Regions from separate parts of the Mus musculus genome. Here regions 1 and 2 are each linked to region 3. A link is a contact called in public HiCAR-type and promoter capture Hi-C data. All regions are on one chromosome and are shown on one strand. The core of a region is the stretch at or near the end of the contact, and the rest is flanking DNA. Distances in the headings are between cores, read along the strand shown.

Region 1 (3,351 bases), core at 307-2,806, 1.0 Mb before region 3:
TTGTTTCCTTCCTGATGTTCTAACCAATTCAAACACAGTAAAAAGGTACAAGCTGGCTAGGGGGCTAGTGCCTTTATACAGCACAGGATAGGCAGAGGTGGAGGAGGTCCAAACTAGCTAGCAGGGCTTCCTAGAGAGATTCTATCTAAAACAAAAGTTCTGATGTCAAACGTGGGTGCTTAGGCTTGATGCTGTTTCCTTAAACAGCATTGGGGGGTGGGGTGCCTTTAGTCCCAGCACTCAGAAGGATCTCTGGGATGGAGGCCAGCCTGATCTACAGATCAAGTTCCAGGACAGCCAGGGCTACAAAGAGAAACCCAGTCTCGAACAAGCAAACAAAGATACTAAACTCTGTCAACTATTAATCAGGGGAAACGCGGCATATCCTCCTCCTTTATTGAAGACAGGCTAGAAACAGACCTTCAACGGAACCCTTATTTCCGTATCAGCACGCAGGCCTACGTACGAGAGCTTCTGCAGGTCACAAGCTGACAATCTCTGACTTAACCAGTCTCCATCATTCTGGTCCAGGCTACCTCAGCCGGTTCTACTCATCACTCACTGATCCGAACCACAAATACGGTCCGTCATTCAATGTCCACAGTAAAACAACCACCCTCCACCTTTCTCAACTTCACACAAACCTCGCACTTTCAACCAAAGGAGCGCCCCCACATTGGCTGTGTCCCTGCCAAAATGGCCTCCTCCTTACCTTCCTCCTTTACCCCATCAATGCCCACACTTGGCGCAGTAAACAAACCCACCATTGGGAGCACACACCTGCTCACTAACCCGCCCTCTCACGGAGTGGATCAAGACTCCTCTCTGATAGAACCAACAGATTTAATGTTTTAATCAAGTTCAAAAGAAGGTTTTAATCTCCCAGGAGACAAATGCTATGGCCTGAGTCCTCCCCCATTCCCCAATCAACAGCAATACTTGTAAAGCAAGCGGTGAGCCTACATCGCGCTCTCCGGGCCCCAAGCAAGGTCTGTGGGGTGTCCAGCGTCCACATCGGGAAGGCCTAGGGAAGGCGAAGACCCTCCAGAGCTCACGCGCTACTCCCCGCGCCCGCAGACCGCTGTCCCCACAAGCAAAAGACACCCGCCGACCCTCTGCGCAACCCAGGCCTGGTACCCAGGGCCGCGATAAAGGTCAGAGGGCGAGGCTGCCGGCGCGCCCCTCCGCACTTAACGATGCCTCTACCTTGTCCTCCGGAGGTGCGTCCTCGCGGACAACCCTCTGCCGTAGTTCGGTCATGCTGGGGACCCCGGCGCGACGTCACCCCGAGTGAGCAGCACGGTGGCCGCGGGGGTCGGCTCAGTGAGCACGGGCTCTCGGCGGGCCCGAGCACCTCGCAGCCCCACCGTGCCTCGCACAGCCCCTGCAGCAGCGCCACTAGCCCCGAGCCCGGCCCCGCCCAGCACCGCTGCCGCCGCCCTTGCCCGGAGAGCGGAGCCGCTGTTTCCCCAGCGGCCGCTCGCTCCTCCTCCCGGGAAGCTGCGAGCCAGCGCGCACGCGCACTGCCGCCATCTCCGCCTGGAACCCCAGACGCCAGGAGGCGGGGCAGCCTGGCGGGGGTGGGGGCGTGAGCGGAGTTCGAGACACTCATTGGACAAAACCTAGAGGGGGCGGGAGAAAAAGAGCAGAGTGAACCAATGGGGTCCTTGCGTCCTACCGCAAGTCCCCGCGCGCGAGTGCTGGGTCCAGAAGGTAACCTGTTACCGGGGGACAACAGCGCCTCGTAGCGGCCTAGACTTGCTGCTCTCAGCTTGGGAGTCCAAACGAAGAGACCAGGTGGACCTCTGAACATCATAGCAGGAGGTGAAACCTGTTTCAGCTCACTTTGCCTTGCCAAGCCATGGTCGCTGGTAACTTAGTGAGCACTGATTCTGTCTAAGCACCGAACTCAGAAATAGTCTCGTCCCAATCACACACCTTTTTTGTTCACAGCACTCCAGAGACAAAGGCAAGTGGATCTGATCTATGTAACCTGTTCCACTGCTACTGAGACCCTGTATCAAAAAACAAACAACCACAACAAAAAACACTTAGAAATGGATATGATATCTGCAAGTAACATCATCCAAGATATTGCTTGTCTTAAGTTTTTGTCTTGTTTTGTGCTGAAGGTAGAACTCAGGACCTATGGGCTAGCGAGATGGTTCAGTGGGTAAGAACACTGACTGCTCTTCCAAAGGTCCTGAGTTCAAATCCCAGCAACCACATGGTGACTCACAACCACCCGTAATGAGATCTTACGCCCTCTTCTGGTGTATCAGAAGTCAGCTACAGTGTACTCATGTATAAAAATAAATCGTTCAAAAAAAAAAAAAAACCCTCAGGTTTGGCTCTTGTTAACCACAACTTCTGTGAGTAAGTTAACACCCACATCTAATTCTTTGAAAACCTTTGGGCTGAAAGGAATGTTTCCTATGGAGCCCCTCCCTCTATTCCTGACCTAGTTTAAGCATTTAGCCAGCAGCTACAAGGGTACGAGTAAGAATTAGAACTCAGACGTTTGTTACCACGCTGTAACCAATGTTCACATATGCTGCCTGAATTCAGTATTATGGGTGCTGTTCCAGCATTGTTCTCATGCAAAACAGGGCTCCCAGTCCTTAGCCAGATTGCAATCTCAAAGAAGTCTTCCACACCAAGGGTCAGGTTCCTTTTAGAGATTTTGACCAGAGCTGTGAGTTTTCAGAAAATAGGAAGAGTTCTGAAAAAGACTTACATTCTCAAATTCTTGTTATGATGTTTCAAATTAACAGCAAAATACTTAGACAAACTTCAGCCCTCTGGTCTTTGCATTTTATTTGCTATTTAACAGCTTTGCACAAATGCTTGGGTGCTCTTGTTCCTCTACTGGTGTTTGCTGGTTTTGTTGGGTTTGGGTTTTTGCTTTGTTCTGTTAGAAATAAATACCTTTTGAAGCCAGACTTTGGCTACTTTGTGGGCTTTTTTCTTTCTTCTACCCTTCTCCACCCTCTTCTTCCACCCTTTCAACACCCTATCACTATGTAGGAAAGGAAAAGAAAAAGGATAGAGGTGAAGGGTGGTGATAATATCATGTGACTATTTTCTGATAATTAAGGGCGTCAAGTTCCTTGGAGCAAGTTTGAGACCAGAATACATGGCTAGAGAAATGGTTCAATGGTTAGGCGCACTTATTGCTCTTGCAGAGGAAGGAGGTTTGGTTCTCAGCACCCATACAGGACGAACTGCCCATAATTCTGGTTCCAAGGGACTCAAGTCCCTCCTCTGGCCTCTAGGATCGTCTGCAATTACATGGTACACGTGTACACGTAACTCATACAGTCACATGCATACAAAAAATAAAATAAAATA
Region 2 (3,026 bases), core at 186-2,685, 1.3 Mb before region 3:
ATCTACATTAATATATTTTTAAATAGCTCTGATTCTGTCAAAAAGAAAGGTGGGGAGTGGATGGGGAGGAAGACCGAGGAAGGCACTTGTGAGCAGCAGCAGAGCCCTCTAAGGTCTCCCAGCTCTGGAGCATTTATTGACCTTGTATATCTTGCTTTACTTTCCCAACAGTGGAAGCGCTTGGAGCCGCCCGTTCCTACAGGACACCAGTAAAGAAGGCAGGAGCTCAGGATTGGCCAATGTGGCTGACTCACGAAGCATGGAGTGTGGCAAGCTTCCACTGTTGCATAACAAAAGCAGAGCTGTGCTTGGGTCTCATGGCATTTTGTAACTTCTTTCAGAAGTTTACCAGATGCTCCGTGTTAGAGATGGGTCTGATGTAATGTCCCGCAGAAAAACTAAATGGGACAAAAGCCATGGAGTACCACATGTCTGTGGTCACTCAGGAAGCCAAGACAGGAGGATGTCATGGGTTTATGGGCAGCATGGTCTGCAGACCTTGTCCCATAAAACCAAAAAGATAAAGAGGAGGAATTGGGAAGGTGTGGGGGGGGGGGGGGCAGGTAGTAATCAGAAACTCCTATCTTCTATAAAAATAATTCCTCTCACAAAGTAGGGGGGAAAAACAGTCTTGACAGATATAGTCTGGTTAGCTAGGAAAACCTCATACCCAGCAATCTGGCCTTTATGGTGAATTTTTAAATTAAAGGCTGACTAGGTATAGTGGCACACATCTTTAATTCCAGCACTGCACAGGCAGAAGCAGGCAGATCTCTGTGAGTTTGAGGTTAGCCTGATCTACAGTTTGAGTTCTAGACCTGTGAGGGCTACATAGTGAGACCCTGTCCAACAACAACGGGGGGGGGGGGGGGGGGGAGAGGAAGGGAAGGGAAGGGAAAGGAAGGGAAGGGAAGGGAAGGGAAGGGAAGGGACTTTAAATAGTTGAGGCTGAGGGTGTATAGCTCAGTGGGAGAGCATTTGCTGAGGCCTAGGGTTAAGCCTCAGCAACACAAACTCTTAACAACTGTCAATGGTACCAGTGTTCCTTTTGATGTCACAATGTACCTTTTGAATTTCCCACTGAGTCCTGAAGCAGGCCATGAAGGCCATGAAGATGGCAGGAGAAAGCATATATCTCAACTCTCCAATTTCTTCCTTAGAAAAACGACTATAAACAGCTTCCTTCCAGAATTCCTCAAGGACTTGGGAGCCTGGGAACACTGACCTTGTGGGATCTGTTGATTCACGTTCTCAATGCAGAAGTCAGTTCATTTGTGTGGAAACACTCTGCTGACCCAGCTCTGTCCCTCAAAACATGCAGTTTCCTCCTAAGGCCTCTATCTGCCCAGGCACCACTTCATGACTTAATTTCCTGATTCTTTCAGCACTGGGGCTCCAACCTGAGTCCTTGCATATCATAGGCAAGCACTCTACCACTGAGCCACAGCCCTGGCTCTTCAGATTATATTGATGCATACTCTGAGGGTGGTTCTTTGGGGGCTTCCCTGTGAACTAGAACTTCAGGGTCAACTCAGGTCACCTGTGCTTTTCTGAATGCTGGAAACAGGTGAGGCGTGCCAATGCATTCAATTCTGCTGAATACTTGGCTGCTGATCAACATCTAGGCCAAGTGATTTCAGGAGCATAATTATGCCAGGTGTGATGGTACCTGCCTGTGATCCCAACCTCAGGGAGGCAAAAGGATTTGGACTTTCAGGACAATCTGGGCTGCAAGTGAGATGCACACAACACAGAAGCAACCAACAAAGCTAAACAGCATAATTGTTAGATGTGTTGTGTGCTCAGGATGAATGACAAAGGGTCTTGCCATGAGCAGCTGTCCTCCTCATGGACCCTAAATGTCTTCTCAAGGACTAAATGAGCTGCACTGATGTGGCTCTCGAATGTCTGCTTTCCCAGAAATGTTACAATTTCAAAGCGCCAGAATGCAATCTGGAGACTCATTCACACATTCACAGGCATTTAAGTTGAGTTCAGATCTTCCTGTCTTCTTCTAATGTCCATCTCCTGGGACCTGGTCTTAGAGAAAGAGAACACAAGAATAACAATCAACTCTAGTGAGAAACACAGGAAAGGAGGCTTACCATGAGAAAACTCTCCCACTGTCTCCGTGCTCTGCTGAAGACAGCTGTGTCACTGAGAACCCAGCCTACAGCAAAACAGGAACTGGGTAGCCAACTACTTTCACTGAAGGGGTCTCGAGAGCAACCTCCTTTTTTAGCGTCATGTGCTGACGTGCGTTTTCCGAATTAGGATCTGAGTGCAACTGTGAAAGGTCACTTGCAGCAGACTTCCATGCAGGAAAGAGGCATGAGGCTTCCCGGTTTTTGTCAGCCCTAACACGATTCTTAAGACACTCAATTGGCTCAGCTGTAGAAAAAAGAAAGGGGGGGGGGGCGCCTTGGGACTGTGGGATTTACTGTGGTGATAGAAAGAGAAGAGCCAAGTCATTAAGGAACAAAGGAACTGATTTCAGATAGGATGAGCAGGACAGGCTACTCTGAGTAGTAAGCTAAGACTTAAAAGAAGAGAAAAATACATGGGGAGAGTTTCTAGGAAAATGGAACAACGTACGCAGAGACCCTTTGGCTGGCCAAGATTAGTGTTGAAAGCCAAAGACAGTGACACACAATGAGTTTGAGAAGATGGTTAGAATTTTTGGAGCTGGGGGGATACTTCAGTAGTTAACAGCTCTTGCAAAAAAAAAAGACCCAAGATTGACCCCCATTAACCACATCAGTGGCTTACAGATGCCTGTAGCTCCACTCCAGGGATTCCAATGCCTCTGGCCTCTGCGGGCACCAGCACTCATGAACACAGACGTGAGTGAATGCATGTTCATAACTTTTAGAAAGTAAAAATTTAAAAATCCTCACTATGTAGCCCTAGCAGCCTGGAGCTTGCTATGTTGATAAGGCTGGCCTTGAACTCTGTCTCTAGAAACCTTACCTCCAAAACAAAACAAAACAAAACAGGTTGGCCAGAAAAAGAGGCAGGCAGGAATA
Region 3 (3,097 bases), core at 523-3,022:
AGAAAGGGGAAGAGGAGCCTGGCACTGGCACAGTATATACCCAGCACTGAAGGGTCTGCCCTGAGGACGAGGCCAACTTGGGTAATTCATCAGACTGCTCTCAGCCGGGCGTGGTGGCACATGCCTTTAATCCCAGCACTCGGGAGGCAGAGGCAGGCGGATTTCTGAGTTCGAGGCCAGCCTGGTCTACAGAGTGAAGTTCCAGGACAGCCAAGGCTACACAGAGAAACCCTGTCTTGAAAAAAACCAAAAAAAAAAAAAAAACAAACAAACAAAAAACAAAAAAAAAACAAAACAAAACAAAACCTGCCCTCAAGTCTGACAACCTGAGCTCCATCCCCAGGACTGGGCAAAGTTGTCCTCTGACCTACACCAATACAGACACACACGATAAATAAGTGTAATAAGGAAGTTATTTATCAAGCAAACGATTCTACAACAGGAACTCTTTGAAAATCCGTTTTCCTTTTTTCTTTTAGGACAGGGTCTTAAATTTCATATTCCTCTGCCTCCACCTCCCAAGTGGCTGGTATTATAAAATCTCTTACAAGTCGAGAAAAGAAAAAAAAAATATATACATATAGTGATATAAAGTACTAAACATACATACATACATACATCCTCCAAACCTTCCATGGCAAAACAGAGCTACATCCAATCGCTCAAATCATCGATAAAAGCAACTGGGGTGGGGGTGAGCAGGTAGGGCTGGGCGCGGACTATCCAACAGACCTCACACATCAAGCCACTTCCCGTAATTCTCATAGCCTGCCTGCACTCAGCATTTACCTTCCTCATACCGTAATCTGATATCCAGGTCTTAACCACATGTAAAACACAGACAGCTATGCTGAAAAGTTCCTATTACAGTATTAGGACAATTGACACTTTCAGCAGTAGTCGTGGATGCTAGACAACAGCCCTAAAGGCTTTAAAGGGGAGAAAACACACAAGACAAGAAACACAAATTGGTAATAAAATGAGAACCCGATTCTCTGAAAAGAGTAACTCCCTAGGCTTAAGAGTAACTGAGGAACAGGTCGACTCCCTTCCAAAGAAAAGGCTTTACTGCCCAGAATGCTATGGCTGAAACCGGAATTCCCGTGAACTAACGGAAGGGAAACGGGGGAAAACCTCTGGATGCGAGATGACCTGAATTCTCTCGGGAAGAAAACCGAGCAAAGCTTAGAAGCGTATCGAGCCCAGAGTCGAGTTTTGGGCCTGCTGCGCCTCAGGGGCATTTTCTAGCAACCTCCAAATTAATCACCATAGAAAAGGCTTCAGTTGTGAGCGCGATGGATGATTCAAAGGGACTTGGGAGAGGAGGAGCCTTCTCAAGAAAAAAAGAGGGAGTCTCAGGAAAAGAACACCCCAGGGGACAGGGAGGAAGTGGCGGGGAGCCCTCGCGCGGGCACCGCCGGCGCGCAAACAACGACGGCCGTGCCGGGGCACTTACGCGGCCGCCTCTTCCGGAGGCCTTCGGCGCGCGGGCGGCCGGCCGAGGTGGAGCCGCCTAGAGAGCCGGGCCGCTCCCGTCTCACACTCTCCGCCTCCCCGGACCCCGACGGCGCCGCGCTACTCGCCCGGCGCCTCAGCGGGTCCCGCCTCCGCGCTTCCGAGTCCGCAGACTCGCCGACCGCGGCTGAGGTGGCGGCAGCCCTGCCCTGGCGCTCCATAGGCGCGCCAAACCGGCCCGCTCCCATCCGCAACAGCCGCCGCTGCCGCCCGAGCCAGCCCCCCAGCGCCGCCTTGCCGCCTCCGCGCAGCCCGCTGGAGCGCAGGCGCACGCCGGCTGCCGCCTTTTCCGTTGCGCCAACGTGCAGCTAGCCAATCCGAGCTGGCTAGGGGCGGGTTCCAGAGGTCTTGTCCAATAGGCTCCCAGACTCCAGCCGAAGAGACCGCGCCACCATCCAACGACAGGCACTCTGGACGGATGAAGGCGGGGTCAGCGCAGGCTGGGAGCGATCGTGGAGGGGCCCAAAGGATTTGAGTGAGGGGCGCCCTCTCTTGTGCATCCGCGAGAGCGGTGGCCAAGCTGCTCCCCTATTCCCTAGAACTCCAGGGAGTCTACTATCTCTTCTCTGTTCACGAATCACTCCTTCCTCCCGCCCAATAGAGCCCCCGAAGCTACTGAGAAGTGTTAACAGAAGGAAGGACTCTGAGCTGCGACTAACCTTAGCCTTTGTCCCCGGGTCTGGTTCTATAGCTGCAGTAGGAGCCACACTACAGTCCACAAAGTACAAGCACCGTCTCTTCCTTTGTGCTATGACTTCATTCCCAGTACCAGAAGGAATGAAAAGACTGAGGTTTGTCTCCATGACAACTGGCGGGAGGAGGTGGATTCTAAATCCTTCACCTACTCCCCTTCCTGAAGAAGGCAGTATGAAGGCTTGGAAGTTAGGTTGGTTGGGGTTGTTGTTGTTGTTGGGGTTTTTGTTTGTTTGTTTTTCTTTAATGTGTTTGAGCATTTTTCATGCATGTATGTCTGTGACCCTGGTGTGTGCCTGATGGTCGCTGAGGGCAGAAGAAATCGAGGGATTTCCCCATATGGATCCCAGGAATCTAACCCAGACCTCTGCAAGAACAGCAAATGCTCTTAATCACTGAACCATAGCTCCAGACCCCTGGGTTTTTACAGAAGATGGATTTTTTTTTTAAATCGTTTGCCCTTCCCAAGTGCCCTAACCCTTGATATCCCACCCAGATATACCCCTGAAGCATTCCCTCAGTCCCTCAATTTTAAGTGACTGAGGCTTTCTCACAATTTCCTAAGTACCTTTCTTGGGAGGAGATAATGTCCCTTGAATAACAGCCCTCTTACCTTCTAACTTACTCCCTCACTAATAGTTCCGGCCTGAGCTTCTCTTGTGAATGCTGAAAAACACTCCCATACTTGCTCCAAACTAGTACCCCACAGTGTAGAATTAACTCTGGAAACCTTATTTCCTAACTTGAAATTCCAGCTTCCGCAGGAACACACACACACACACACACACACACACACACACACACACTGGATCTAACAAAAATCAGGAATGCCCATAACAGAGTAGGACTGCTCTTCAGAAGACCAGGAATCAATTCCCAGCTTCCACAT

Evidence for each region. Promoter capture Hi-C pulls out the DNA fragments that hold promoters and counts their contacts. HiCAR-type assays count read pairs that join an accessible place to other places.
Region 1: a HiCAR-type map of fibro-adipogenic progenitors shows a contact between it and region 3, with 5 times the contacts expected there. The contact joins the promoter of Cds2 here to the promoter of Pank2 in region 3. A contact is called at or near these places in 3 of 39 promoter capture datasets (cranial neural crest, neural stem cells and pre-B cells) and 1 of 115 datasets of contacts at active chromatin or transcription factors (fibro-adipogenic progenitors).
Region 2: a promoter capture Hi-C map of liver shows a contact between it and region 3, with 2.6 times the contacts expected there. The contact joins the promoter of AU019990 here to the promoter of Pank2 in region 3. A contact is called at or near these places in 2 of 39 promoter capture datasets (liver and pre-B cells).

Annotation. Positions count from the first base shown.
Region 1 is chr2:132,261,353-132,264,703 of GRCm38.p6, reverse strand. Cds2 (CDP-diacylglycerol synthase (phosphatidate cytidylyltransferase) 2) reads right to left here and starts at 1,556. Exons shown (of 13, transcript NM_138651.7): 1 at 1,207-1,556. The coding sequence starts at 1,260. It overlaps Gm46766 (a long non-coding RNA gene), which reads right to left and starts at 1,200. Exons shown (of 2, transcript XR_001783482.2): 1 at 964-1,200.
Region 2 is chr2:132,596,605-132,599,630 of GRCm38.p6, reverse strand. It overlaps AU019990 (expressed sequence AU019990), which reads right to left and starts at 1,435. Exons shown (of 6, transcript NR_033468.1): 1 at 1,226-1,435.
Region 3 is chr2:131,261,175-131,264,271 of GRCm38.p6, reverse strand. It overlaps Pank2 (pantothenate kinase 2), which reads right to left and starts at 1,772. Exons shown (of 7, transcript NM_153501.2): 1 at 1,457-1,772. The coding sequence starts at 1,703.